3 separate regions of the Rattus norvegicus genome follow, and all the other regions are linked to region 1. Evidence: chromatin contacts called from public Hi-C data. All regions are on one chromosome and are shown on one strand. The core of a region is the stretch at or near the end of the contact, and the rest is flanking DNA. Distances in the headings are between cores, read along the strand shown.

The links. Hi-C and Micro-C count contacts between places; a contact is called where the count stands out from the background.
Region 2: a Hi-C map of Schwann cells shows a contact between it and region 1, with 2.8 times the contacts expected there. The contact joins the promoter of Gabbr1 here to the promoter of Trim26 in region 1. A contact is called at or near these places in 3 of 12 Hi-C or Micro-C datasets (Schwann cells, liver and mammary epithelial cells) and 1 of 1 datasets of contacts at active chromatin or transcription factors (oligodendrocytes).
Region 3: a Hi-C map of liver shows a contact between it and region 1, with 2.3 times the contacts expected there. The contact joins the promoter of Ppp1r11 here to the promoter of Trim26 in region 1. A contact is called at or near these places in 2 of 12 Hi-C or Micro-C datasets (liver and mammary epithelial cells).

The regions. Positions count from the first base shown.
Region 1 is chr20:1,734,258-1,738,586 of GRCr8, forward strand. It overlaps Trim26 (tripartite motif-containing 26), which reads right to left and starts at 2,054. Exons shown (of 8, transcript NM_001011665.3): 1 at 1,975-2,054; 2 at 1,657-1,745.
Region 2 is chr20:1,497,465-1,501,793 of GRCr8, forward strand. Gabbr1 (gamma-aminobutyric acid type B receptor subunit 1) reads right to left here and starts at 1,772. Exons shown (of 23, transcript NM_031028.3): 1 at 1,564-1,772; 2 at 1,062-1,143; 3 at 213-416. The coding sequence starts at 1,143.
Region 3 is chr20:1,604,844-1,609,172 of GRCr8, forward strand. It overlaps Ppp1r11 (protein phosphatase 1, regulatory (inhibitor) subunit 11), which reads left to right and starts at 1,740. Exons shown (of 3, transcript NM_212542.3): 1 at 1,740-2,012; 2 at 3,568-3,676; 3 at 4,047-4,329. The coding sequence starts at 1,941. The coding sequence ends at 4,249.

The DNA.
Region 1 (4,329 bases), core at 804-3,303:
CCCCCAAAGAACACACAGAGGCTGGACCTAGGCCTCTCTGATATGGAGCAGATGTGCAGTTTGACCTTCATTCATGTGGGTCCTGAACGATTAGAGCTGGGGCTAACCCGAAAGCTGATGTCTGTCTGTGCAGTATGTTCTATCTGGGCTGCCTTGACTGGACTCAGTGGGAGAGGAAGCGCCTATTCTCTCAGAGACTTGAAGTGGTGGGGATTGGAGGGGATACGCAGAGGGATCCCCTACCTGCTCAGAGGAGAAGGGGATGGGGGAAGGATTGTGGGAGGGGGTAACAGGGAGGGGTCAGTGAACAGGATGTAAAGTAAGAAAAATAAAATTTAAAAGAAAAAAATATGAGTAAGACATACAATGAAGGGTATCGTCCAAACACACGTCCAGGTGCTGTGCCCCAAAGGTCCTAGTGCAAAGGGCTTGTTTCCTTGCCTTGGCTCTACTGGAGAGCAGTACAAACTTTCTGGGGGAACTCTTTAGGGTACCAAGATAGCATCCCAGAAGGAAGCTGTGGGGACGCTGATGTATCGCATCTCCCCTCTTCCTGGCTATGATGTGAGTAGTTCTGTTCCTCTGTGCACTGCTCTTTATGTGCTTGCTGCCTTGCCGTGGGCCCAGATCAACAGGTGCCAATGGATCGCGTGTTGCAACTTCTAAGCCTGTGAGCTAAAACGAGCCTTTCTCTTCCTGTGTTAGTTACCTGAGGTTTCCATTGTATAAGTATCTCCCCTGAAAACTCTGAAACCAAATCTAAAACCCAATGTAACCTGGATGAGACTATGGGGGGGGGGGGTGAGAATTTGGGTGAAAAGGAAAAGGTGTGTGGACTTTGGCCAATAATAATGAGTAACCTGTTAACGAAAGGGGAAATCAGTTGGGAGTTACACAGAAGCTCTACACACCGTTCTCTCAATCTTTCTGTAATCTACAACTGTTGTAAAAAAAAAAAATTAAGTGTATTAAGGATCGCGGCTATGTATGTGGGCAGATGTCTGTAATCTCTGTAATCCAAGCACTCAAGAGGCAGGAGGCTAACCTGGGCTACCATGGTCAGTTTCAGACCATTTTGGATGCACGGAGACACCTTGTCCTCGTCAAATTTCAAATTTAAAAGTTGCAATTTTAAAGACATTAACGAAAGCTTGCTTTTAGAAAATGTGTATATTTTTGTTTGTTTTAACTTGGGAGGAATACTCTAGGCATCATGAATCCATCTCACTAACAAGGGGTTCAGGCATGCATGAACACATGTCATTCTTCCCTTCTTTCAAGCACGCACAAATGGTTGTGCTGTCAAAATCTGGAATGTACTGGGAATTTTTTAAGCATCTTCTACCATTCACTTCCCAAAGTTAAATTTATACACTTTTTCGTTTATTTTCTTTTTTTTTGGGGGGGGGAGGGGGTCGAGACACGGTTTCTCTTTGTAGCCCCGGCTATCCTAGAATTCATTCAGTCTGTAAACCAGACTGGCCTCTGCTTCCCAAGCGCTGGGCGTAAAGGTGTGTGCCGACACCGCCAGGTTTATACACTTTTCTTTTCCTAAGCTAATTAGGCGATAAATCATTAGGGATAACGCACAGCTCCTGGTACAAGTAGTTAAGCCAGTTTACTCTGACGATAAATAAATTAAAAAAAAACATTTACATAAATATAAGACCTGCCTCTGGTCATGCACAGCTCCAAGCCACCAGGTGGAACGTCTTCCGGGTCCCTCTCACTTCTGGCTCTGGGGACTAGAAGAGACTTAAGTAAGTCTGGGTTGGACCTGAAGAGGAAGGAACACGGCGAGCTCAGGGCGAAAGGCCCAGAGGCGAGCCAGGGACGCGGCGCGCACGCGAGCTCGCTGTCCCGCGCGCCGGGGCCTGGTTAGCCCTGCCCAGGGCCCGCGGCCGCTTTCGCGGTCCCCACCCGGGTCGCGGGGCGGCTGCTCCTCCGCCTCTCACCAGTGCAGGCCGCACTCACCCGCGCCGCGCTCCGGGCCGGATCGCTCCTCTCCGTGGAGCTGTTCCGGGGGTAGGTCCTCAGCAAGCAGCCGGCACCACAGCCTCCCCGCCCAGCAGTCTCCCGGAGCTCCGTGCCCTCCGCCGAGATTTCTCTGGGACCAGCCCTGGGATTGGCTCTTGCCGAACTCCGTCCTCCAATGGCAACTTCAGGATGATTGACGTCACTGATCACTGGGCAAATCCCCAGGCTGCGGCCAAAGAGGTGAAGCGGCCGGGCCCGAGAAAAGGAAAGTGAAATCGGAAGCGGCCAGTGCGTCACGGTTGTCTTCCAGCTACTGAGGTCACGCGAGGCCTCTTGTGGGCTAGGGTGCAGGAGCCCCCCTAGCTTTCAAGACCTCATTTCTGACTCCCTGCGTTAGGGGTGAGCTGGGGTTTCTGCAAGGGCTGGGTTTTAGATGGGGTTTCTTCCTCAGGGCCTGCCTGTAACTAAGACCAGACCAGACATCAGTCTATCAAGTATTTCCAGGATCCATTGCAAGTATTACCATTTTCAAAGCTCCTAGTTAGAATGAGGCATTTTCAACCAAGTCAGGTGCTGTTCCCGCAGTACAGAACAAAGTACACACACACACACACACACACACACACACACACACGCACGCCGCCACCACCACCACAGTGATAGTTCAGCGGGTAAAGGTGCTTGCCCCCAAACCAGATGACTGGCATTCGAATCCCATATCCCCACATGATGGAACGTCCATTCAGGTTGTCCTCTAAGTTCCACGCAATGTCGCACGCGCACTCTCCCCCTGCACTAAATAAATACATGTAAAAACACGTAAAGATCTTGGCGCTAGGGAAACTGAAGCATTAGAGTTCAATACCAGCCTGGGCTACGGAGGGGGGAATTTGTCGAAAACCGAGAAAAACTACAGAACCTGCAGTATCCGGTTCTGAGGCCCTCTACAGGAGCTTTGACAGCCTCGGCAGACCCACAGCCAAGGACTCAACCACGCCCACTAGGCTGAAGGCCCAATTTGCACACTGCTTTCTGCTCTGCAGGAAATATCCGCGTTTCTCGCGGCTTCCAAAGAAGTAGTCTAAGCTGTACGTGAGCTAAATCCTAAGCCCTAACATTTCACCTCTCCCTTCTGCGGACAGGACGTTTGGAGAGTGCTTTGAGTTTCCTGTGAGCTGTTGGAGGGGGGTGGGGCGCAGTTCTGGATGTGTGTGCTCTGGACTCTGATCTCAGCACATCTAAAATCACTCGATACTTGATCTTTTAGTTGATATTGGGGGTGGGGACGTTGTTTTGTTTTGGTTTTTCGAGACAGAGTCTCACTTTGTAGCTCTGACTGTCCTGGAACTCGCTCTGTGGACCAGGCTGGCCACGTTCAGTATGGACTCTCCGCTCTGCCTGTGTTTCCTCTAAGTCTACAATAAAAATCTTCTCCATACTTTAGGAGTAGTCACGTCAAGGAATGCTGCAAAAAAATCGCACTACACCACAGACCTCATGGAAAAGATTTATTGGAAGTGGGGCGTGGAGCAAGGCAGGCTGTGAGGATGCGGGCTTGGTAATAGGGGGTTATGGAGCATGCGCATAATGAAAATACAGGACAGTGGCGAAGGTGGAAACAAGCCAGGTCCCGTTGGTCTTTAGTAATGATGAGGATTAAAGGGTGGGGGATGGAAGAGTACTTGGTTCTGGAATGTGGGTGGCTCTTGGTTGACTAACACTTGTTTTTTCCTTCACTTTGTAAGTGGCTGCCCCATCATACGTTAATCTATTTTGATTTATTTATGCTTTTATCGATAGCATTGTTTAAAAAGACGTGGTGTGTGGAGAGATGACTCAGAGGGTAAGAGCAATTGTTCTTGTAGAAAACCTGGATTCTACTCCCAGCAACCACAGGGCAACTCACAACTGCCTTTAATTTCAGTTCCGGGGGATTCTGGACCCTTTCTGACCTCTTTGGACAACAGGCATACAGACAGGTGGTGCCCACACACGCATGCAGGTGAACTATTCATGTATTAAATAAATAAATAAGGGGTTGGGGATTTAGCTCAGCGGTAGAACGCTTGCCTAAGAAGCGCAAGGCCCTGGGTTCGGTCCCCAGCTCCGAAAAAAAAGAACCCCCCCAAAATAAATAAATAAATACATAAATACATAAATACATAAATACATAAATAAATAAATAAGCAAGCCATGGTGGCACACTGGAAAAAACCTGTTTCTGTTTGTGGTGTGGCTCAACCTTGGCACACACCTTTATTCCAAAACAATGAAGGTCAAGTTTGCAGAAGGAAGCACCTATGTTTGAAAGCGATGTCTTGTTGGGTGGGAAAGTGATGGATCAAATAAAGA
Region 2 (4,329 bases), core at 522-3,021, 240 kb before region 1:
TGAATGTGCTGGCTGCTTAGCTTGCTTCCTCCCACTAGAGGCTCACAGCGACACCCCTCCTCCTACATAGTACTCATTCATTAAACGTATTTGTGAATTTGGTCCCACTGATTTAAACTGCTGACTTGCAAAACAATTGAGGTCGGTCTGCAACTGGGAAAGGGCCTGAAGGAAGAGGACAGGGGTGGTGGATGGCTTCCCAGGCTACTCACCACAGCGGCTGGGTGTGTCCATATCCGTCCAGGAGCCGTTGGCCAGGCATTTGCGCACCTTGGGCCCCACCACCTCGCGCTCCCCTCGGCACACATATTCGATCTCATAGTCCACAGGCAGGAAGTTGATGGCCTTCACCTGGTCGCGAGTCAAGCCACGGTACCTGATGCCACCTTCCCAGGGCGGATGTATAATCTGGCAACCTGAAAGGGAATGGGGAGGCACAGGGGGAACCGTGGGAGCGGGAAGGCAGCGCCGCAGTGGAAGGGGGAAGAGCAGGGCGTGGTCAATGGTGGGGCTGGGGCTGGGGGACAGAAAAAGGGGCGGGGGGCACAAGGGGCACACGACTGGAAGGTGGGAGTGGGAACAGTTAAGAACCCCAAGCTGCTGGTACGAGAGTCCACCGGTAGAGAAGTATAATGGAGAGAAATAGCTAAGAAGAAATCGTAAGGGCTATAATGTTCGGTGGTTAAAATGAGGGACCAGGGCTGTGAGGACCACACAAACCCCATTGAACGAGGACCACACGAGCCCATCAAAGCAACAAGGTGGACCACGGAAGGGGGGCGCTCTAGTAATGTGGGGCCCGGAAAGGGAGGTGGGGCTGAGAAGATAATTCGGGGTCACAGCAAAACGGTGTAGTGTAGCAACGTGAGGCAGAGGAAATGGGTGCTGGTGATGATGCGGAGTGACAGAAAGGAGGTCAGGAGTAGTGAAGTGGCTGCGGACCAGGATGCCAGGGGTGGGGGTGGGGGTGAGGTCTTGACGCGAGAGTGATGGGAAAAGGAGACGTGCAGGGAAGGGAGCTGTGGGGTGGAAGAGGTCCGGGGCGCCGGAGAAGGGTGCACCTTCCGAGGTGGCGTTGGGGGTCTGCGCCCCGCCAGCGCCCAGGGGGCGGAGGAAGAGAGGCACCAGCAGCAGCAGCAGCATCTGAGGAAAAGACAGCCGTGAGGGCACGGAGGAGCCCGCCGGCAGCGGCCTGGGCCAGCCGACGGACAGGTCTCGCTCCGCGAGCCTCACGGGCTCCGACCGCGCGGTTCGGGACGCGGAGGGCGCCCCGCGGAGGAGGCGGGGGCGGAGCCGCACGGGCTGGGGGGGAAAGGAGGAGAGAGCGCCTGTCCCCACCCTCCTCCGGCCTCCCTCGGCCCCCCACCCTCCCGGGACTCCACCTCTCTCCACCTCCTCTCAGCAGCCCCCGTGGCTAGCGCTAGCCCAGCTTACCCACGCTCTGGGGTCCCCGCTGCCCCATCACTCGCCGCTCGCACCCGAACCCCACGTACCCCCCCCCCGGCCCTGCCCTGCGTCCACCGGCCTCCTCACCAAGCCCGGGTCCTGGGGCCCCGCTCTTACCTCGGCGGCCGGTCCCGCTCCGCGGCTCTCCCCGGGCCTCAAGGCCCCAGGCCCGGCCGCGGCTCCCCGTTCTCCCTCCCGGTCCTCCAGCTTCCCCTCCCCCTGTTCTTCTTCCACAGGAATCCAGGCTCCTGCCTGGCCGGGGTCTCTCCCCTTCTCGATCGCTACCCGCAAACCCCACCCCCGTCTCTCCTTCCCCGGGGCGACGGCGGCCGCGAGAGCACGGTGCCGGGAGGGAAGGAGGCGGCGCCGGGGACCGGGGAAGCTCTCGGGCGGAGGGAGGAAGGAGGGTGCAGGGGAAGACGGGGCGGGGGGAAGGGAGGGGGGAGACCGGAGAGGGCGCCTCCCACAACCCGAGCCCCAGGAGCCGCCCCGGATCCCGGCCCCTCCCTAGACCGCCCACGGCGCGGGAGGGCGTAGGGGTGGGATGGAGGGGAACACAGGCGATCTTGCACGCAGGAAGGGACTGAGAGCTGCCGAGGGACCTGCTGGCTAGACTGCTGGAGACCGTGGGGGTGGGGGTGGGGGTGGTGATACGACCCAAGCCTAAAACAGAGAAGCTGGCACAGAGACAGGAGCCTGGATGAAGGTAGAGAAAGGCTGTTTGGACAAAGGGAAGGAAGACAAAACTGGACCTGGTAAAAGGAGGGAAGAAGATGTCACATGCTTGGAGAACAGACATTGAAAGGGAAGGGAGAAGCAAGGGTCGGAAGAGCAGCCGTGGTGGAGGGAGCACCAGGAGAAAAATGGGAGAAGAGCTGGACTGGGAGCCATAAACTTCCAGCTTATGGCGGGGAGCAAAAGATCAGGGGGCATCAAGAAGAGATACTGAGGTAGATGGAGAAAGACGGGGACATACAAAGAACCTCTACGTGAGCAGGAGCCTGTATTGCTCACACTAGGACCAGACCAAATACCTGCGCTTCTTGACTAAGGTTAAACTGGAGGCTCTGGCAGAGAGGTCTGACAGCCAAGGCTCCTGCATTGCGATTGCCCTTAATGATGATGAACAGAAAGATGAAAAGGGGGTGAGAGGCACTCCCATGCTGGTTAGTCCTTCCAGAGAGGTGGGAGGAAACCAGATATTATGGGACGCAGGAGAACCGAGGCTCTCAACCTTCAACCCTATGTTAGAACAAATACAAATACAAATTTGTAATGACTCCAAAACCACGAACTAAAAAGCATAGATTACATCACTTCCCTATGCACGTGACTAAAAAAAGAACAAAATATTTTCCCGTCTATAAGGAGGAGCATAGCAATTTGTTATAACATAAACAGTTTTAGTGTGAGTGCCCAGTTTCCCTCGAGGCAGGCAAATGCTTACACCTCTCCACAGAGTCACAGAAAAGGATCTTCTACCAACACACACTGATACAGGTGCACAGCCAGTGACTCAACTATCTCCGGCATGTTGCCATCAAGGAAGTGACTTCAGGAAATGTTGAGCGACTCTTGGTAGCAAAGTCAAGCTTCCCTAAACTCACACAGAACTGTAATTGCATTCCTAGAAAGTTTGCCGCATATTGAGACCGTTAAAAAAAAAACTATTAAGTTCTAGGCTCAGATAATTAAACACAAGTTTTCACCTACATGAATGTCCTAGGGGACTTCTGAAAATCCGGATAAAGGAGAACTCTATCTGGCAGGAGGACAGCTTTTACACAGGCTCTGCCCATACGTACACCCCTCTATCTCACAACTAAATACAAAAACAAAACCCCACAAACTTAAATGTTGCCTGGAAAGAGCCTGAGAACCACTAGGCTAAATAATGGACACAAAAGGGCTGGAGAGATGGCTCAGTGGTTAAGAGCACTGACTGCTCTTCCAGAGGTCCTGAGTTCAATTCCCAGCAACCACATGGTGGCTCACAACCATCTGTAATAATGAACACAAGAGAGTAGGAAGGATTTCTAGTCACTAGAAATGACAGCCACCTTTCTCTGAGTAGCCTACCCTCTCAATAAGGCCAACTGAAGTTATGGATACAGCAAGGGAAGTTTCCCAGATAGTCAAAGAGAAGAACTACCTGACTCTGACGATGTGCCTTACAGCCACTTGGTGCCCTGTGATCCTGACAAAGCTGAGTTCACGGACCCCTCCCCAAAACCCAGCAAGACTGCAACCATGGAACATCTGAGCAGGCACGCTCTCTAGGGTCACAAACTACTCTCAAGATCCTCCTGTAAGCACTCTGGTTTCCTCTCCTCTAGAACATTCCGTAGCTGCCATTTTTCTCCTCTCTTGCCTTTTCACTCTCCATTATAATTTCCAGAGTTCCTTGTCCATGTTCCTCAGGACACCTGTCTAGATCCCTCCTCAAACCACAGCGTGTCAGCCCTGTTCTTACCGCAGATGATAATGTATTTAGCAGGAGATAGGATGTTGGGATGGATGTAGGGGCCTGGAGCCCTCCACCTCCTATTCTTCACAGGTGTGTGTGCCTTTACAATGCTACCTTCTTTGTGCAGTTTTTGTTTGTTTATTTGTTTTGTTACCATATTCCGTGGAAACAGGAGTTTCTACTCAGATTCCCTACGGAATGACCAGGCTTCTTGTTCATCTTGTTCCCCATTTTCTCCTTCTGATGCCTTCCCCCCCACTCCATTCTTCCTCTTCCACCCCAGAGAGCACAAAGCTTAATTATCAGAAGCCATGAAAACACAAGAGACAAAGTAGCCCAAGTTGTTGATGACCTATAAAATTCTGGGCTCTTCGGGTAGATGACATCTAATCCTCACACCACCACACAAAGAAAAA
Region 3 (4,329 bases), core at 490-2,989, 130 kb before region 1:
CAACCCTCCACCTCCTCACCCGTTAGTTGCAGATTTTTTGTTCATTTTGATGGCCATCCAGCCATCTCTCCTTTCCCTCCTGGCACCTGATCCTGAACCCATTCCCTTACCTATCCCCCTCCTTTCCAGTTCCCTCCCTCCATCTGCCTCATGACTATTTGATTCCCCCTTCTAAGTTAGAGTCAAGCTTCCTCACTTGGGCCTTCTTGTTTAGCTTCTTTGGGTCTGTGTAATGTAGCATGGTACCTGTATTTTATGGCTAATATCAACTTATAAGTGAGTACATACCGTGCATGTTGTCCTCTGAGAGGCTCCACCCAGTTGCTGACTCAGACAGATACAGACACCCACAGCCAAACAGTGTGTGGAACTTGGGGACTCTTATGGAAGAATAGGAGGAAGGATTTCAAGCCCAGAAGGGAATAGGAACTCCACAGGAAGACCAACTGAGTCAACTAACCTGGACCCTTAGGGCTCTCAGAATCTGAACCACCAAAGATCATACGTGGGCTGGACCCAGACCTTCCCCCACGTATGTAACAGATTGGTTGTCATGTGGGTCCCAAACAACCGAGTGGGGGCGACCCCAAAATCTGTTACCTGTACATGGAATAGGTTCTTTTAGCTGGACCGCCTTGTCTAGCCTCAATGGGATGGAAGGCACCTAGCTTGAATGCCAGGGTGGGATACCCAGGAGGGCTCCCACCAGCTCAGAGGAAAAGGGGTGAGGGGATGGGAGAAGGGTTGTGAGAGGGACACAGTGAGCAGGATATAAAGTGAATAAGCAAAAATATAAAATTTAAAAAACAGAATAATAATGTATTGGGTGGTGGTAGTGTAGGCCTTTAATCTCAGTACATGGGGAGGCATAAGTAGATGAATCTGAGTTTGAGGACAGCCTGGTCTACTAATCGAGGCTAGGGCTATACACAAAGAAACCCCGTGTCTGGTTAAAAAAAAAAAAAAAAAAGGTAAGTGGGCTGCCAGGGTACAACTTGTAAAAGCTAGGAGCTTACAAATTAAAGGCCTTTTTTCACGTTTGGTCTCTCAAGCACAGTAAGCCTAAATGTAAACCATCACAAGGCCAATAAAAAAAAATAAATAAAAAGCGAAACCGGTATACATATGATACATATATCCTATCTAAATTTAGTTTCTCATTGTAAGGAAACAAAAACTGGAATTTTGGGACGGATGGTGAAAGATTCAACAGAACTTAACCAGATGAATTTGAATTTTTCACTCTGCCCCCTGCATCTAGCCCTTGCATTCTTCAAACAGAGAACTAAACAGCAGTCTGGGTGTTTCACACTTTTATCTTAGGGCCTACTACAGTCGAATAATTTCAGGTTTAGTGTACCCTCACTGAGATATCAACAAACAGGGAGAGGACTAGACCCCAGTGCATTTCCTGCTCCCGGAAAACCGTTTCTCGACAGAATAGTAAAATGGAATTTGGCCGAGATAGAGTCCCTGTCCCACCTATTTTTTTCACGCTCAAGGATACAGCAGGTAGGGGAAGCGTCGTGGGCACAGAGAGCTCATCCCCTGTGCCTGCAGGGTTGACCGGCCAATGAACTTAGGCCCTGGGCCGCCTGGCCCCACCCCACAATGACGTAGCTTCTGCTAACCTTAGCGTCTGCGCTCTATTGCATTACGGCGGAACTAATCTGATGACGCCTGTTTTGGCCCGAGCGGTGCTGGGGAAGAGAAACTGGGTTCTGCAGGATGCGTCACACCCGGAAGTGAAAGGCCGGAAGTGGGGTTGGACAGGTTTTTCCCCAGGGGTGGGGAAGCAGAGGCCCTGGAGGAGTAGGGGAGATTAAGAAGCCAGAGCATCCTGGCCTCTACTCCGAATCGTGTACCGGTTCTCTTAGATCTCAGAGGCGCAGAAAAAGGGAGGGGTGTCTCATCCTGGTTCCTCGCTTTTCGCTTTAGCCATGGCGGAGGCAGGAGCCGGGGGGCTGAGTGAGACCGTCACTGAGACAACGGTTACCGTGACAACCGAGCCCGTGAGAAACGCGGGCAGGGGGGCTGTTTAGGGGTCTGGGAAGCACTGGGAGGGGGATGGGGGTCTGGAAAGTTGGAGGGTTTGGGATCTGGGACCTGTGGGGTTTACTCTTACTGGGAAAATCGGAAGTGACTAGAAATGCTTGGAGCGGCTCAGATGGTTCAAGTGACTCGTCAAGGATTGTTTAATCTGCAGTTACAATTAGAGTATAGGTGTTACGGCTTGGGGTGGTGGTCTGTGTACGTAATAAACGGAAACTGGACCAAGGAAGGTACTGGAAGGAAGCGAAACGCCATTTGAGAAAGCATGGTTTTGGAGGCAAGCGTGCAGAACGAGTACTTACCAGTAGTGCTCGCCAATAGATAGTCATGGAATGGGTGCGTGTTAAAGCGGAGGGAGGGAATGAGGAAACAAGAAAATAAGGTGAAGGTAGTATTTTGACATATCAGAGAGGAGAGAAGCAAATGAGCAAACAGCCTTTGCAAAACCAAATTGCTTTCAAAGGGAGAAAGATGCGCTGGGTCTAATAATGTCTGGGTTGAAAGGGGCTTAGTTGTTTAGTAATTATTACCAGAGATGCCAGGGTGTTAAAGAATAAGTGAATACGATTAGGGAGCCCTGGGCTTGAAGATGAGAGAAGAATGAAGGCTCTCTTTGTAGGAGGAGAATTTTGGATATTTGTTTTATTTTGATGTGTGTGGATGTATGTAGCCTGAAGTCAATCTCAAATGTTTCTCAAGCCTGGCATAAGTTTGTTTGTTTCTTTCTTTCTTTCTTTCCTTCCTTCTTTCCTTTCTTCTTTGATACAAAATCTTTTTTTTTTTTTTTTAAAGCTGGCCAAATAGGCTAGACTGGCTAGCAAGAGATCTGCCTTTTTCCACTTCTCCAATACTGGAATTACAAACGTGCACCACCATCACCACATCTGACTTCTTGTTGTTGTTGTTGTTGTTGTTGTTGTTGTTGTTGTTTTCTTGATTTTGGGAGATCAAACTCAGGTCTTCATGCTTGCAAAAAAAGAACTTTACCAACAGAGATGTTTCCCATCCCTGCTTGCTTTCTTTCTTTCTTTCTTTCTTTATCTTTTTTTTTCCACAAGAAAAAAGCTTTACCAAGTTGTAGAAGCTACTAAATGCTTGGATTACATGCCTTCAATCTCTTTAGAGCGAACATGAATCAGAGGGGTGGAGAGGAAAGGGAGGTCAAAGATCAGTCACAGGAAAAGGGGAAAATAACAGTCCTACTATTCATATCACCAAGGGTGATGTGGAAGAGGAAACAGGGAGCGTTGTGTCCTGCGTTGCAGATTTGCTGGCATCTACCCTAGGTTAAGAATTGTCTTCCTTGCATACTATTGGTTATCGAGAACAGGAGTCCATACTCCCCACAAACAGGCTAAACACATGTCCTTTTTTGACTCCCAGCACCTGGCTCCTCCAGGGGCATGGTGCGTGCTACTGACTGAGCCACAGATGACAAAAGAGGAGGTTCCATGGGAAACGGGAAAAGTCAAGAGGAAGTGAGCTAGATGGGCCCATACCTCTTTAACTTTGCAGGAGAATCGGAGCCTAACCATTAAACTTCGGAAACGGAAGCCAGAGAAGAAGGTGGAGTGGTCAAGTGACACTGTGGACAATGAGCATATGGGCCGCCGCTCATCGAAATGTGAGTGTGTGTGTGGGGGCGGGGGGGTCCAGCGGGCCCCGGCCACCATCTCTGATTCTGGTGCTTTACAGCCCCTCAAGTTCTTGGTTGGAAAGAAAACTGGGTGGGAGTCAAACTCTGCAGAACCAAAGCCTGGGGGTGGGGGCTGGGGGAGCCATGGCAGCATGGAAGGCAGGTGCCTCCAACTCTCTGAGGAGACAGGACTCATAGGTACCTGAGTACCTGGGGAGGAGGCTAAGGCAGCTGGATTCCAGGAAGTAGGAGGAGACAGTGGTTGAGAGAGGATTTCTGAACATACATGGTGGAAATGAGACTGACCGGGCACTATGTTCTTCATCCTTCTTAACTGGCGTCCTCCCTCTCCGTGCAGGCTGCTGTATTTATGAGAAACCTCGGGCCTTTGGTGAGAGCTCCACCGAGAGTGATGAGGATGAAGAGGAAGGCTGTGGTCATACGCACTGTGTACGGGGTCACCGCAAAGGACGGCGTCCTACAACCCCAGGACCCACCCCAACCACTCCTCCACAGCCTCCTGATCCCTCTCAGCCCCCTCCAGGACCTATGCAGCACTAAATCCCTCTCACCATTCATGTGTCTGCCTGGCCCCAAATGTATCCATCTGACATGGGGACTTAACCCATGGTCTGGTCCCT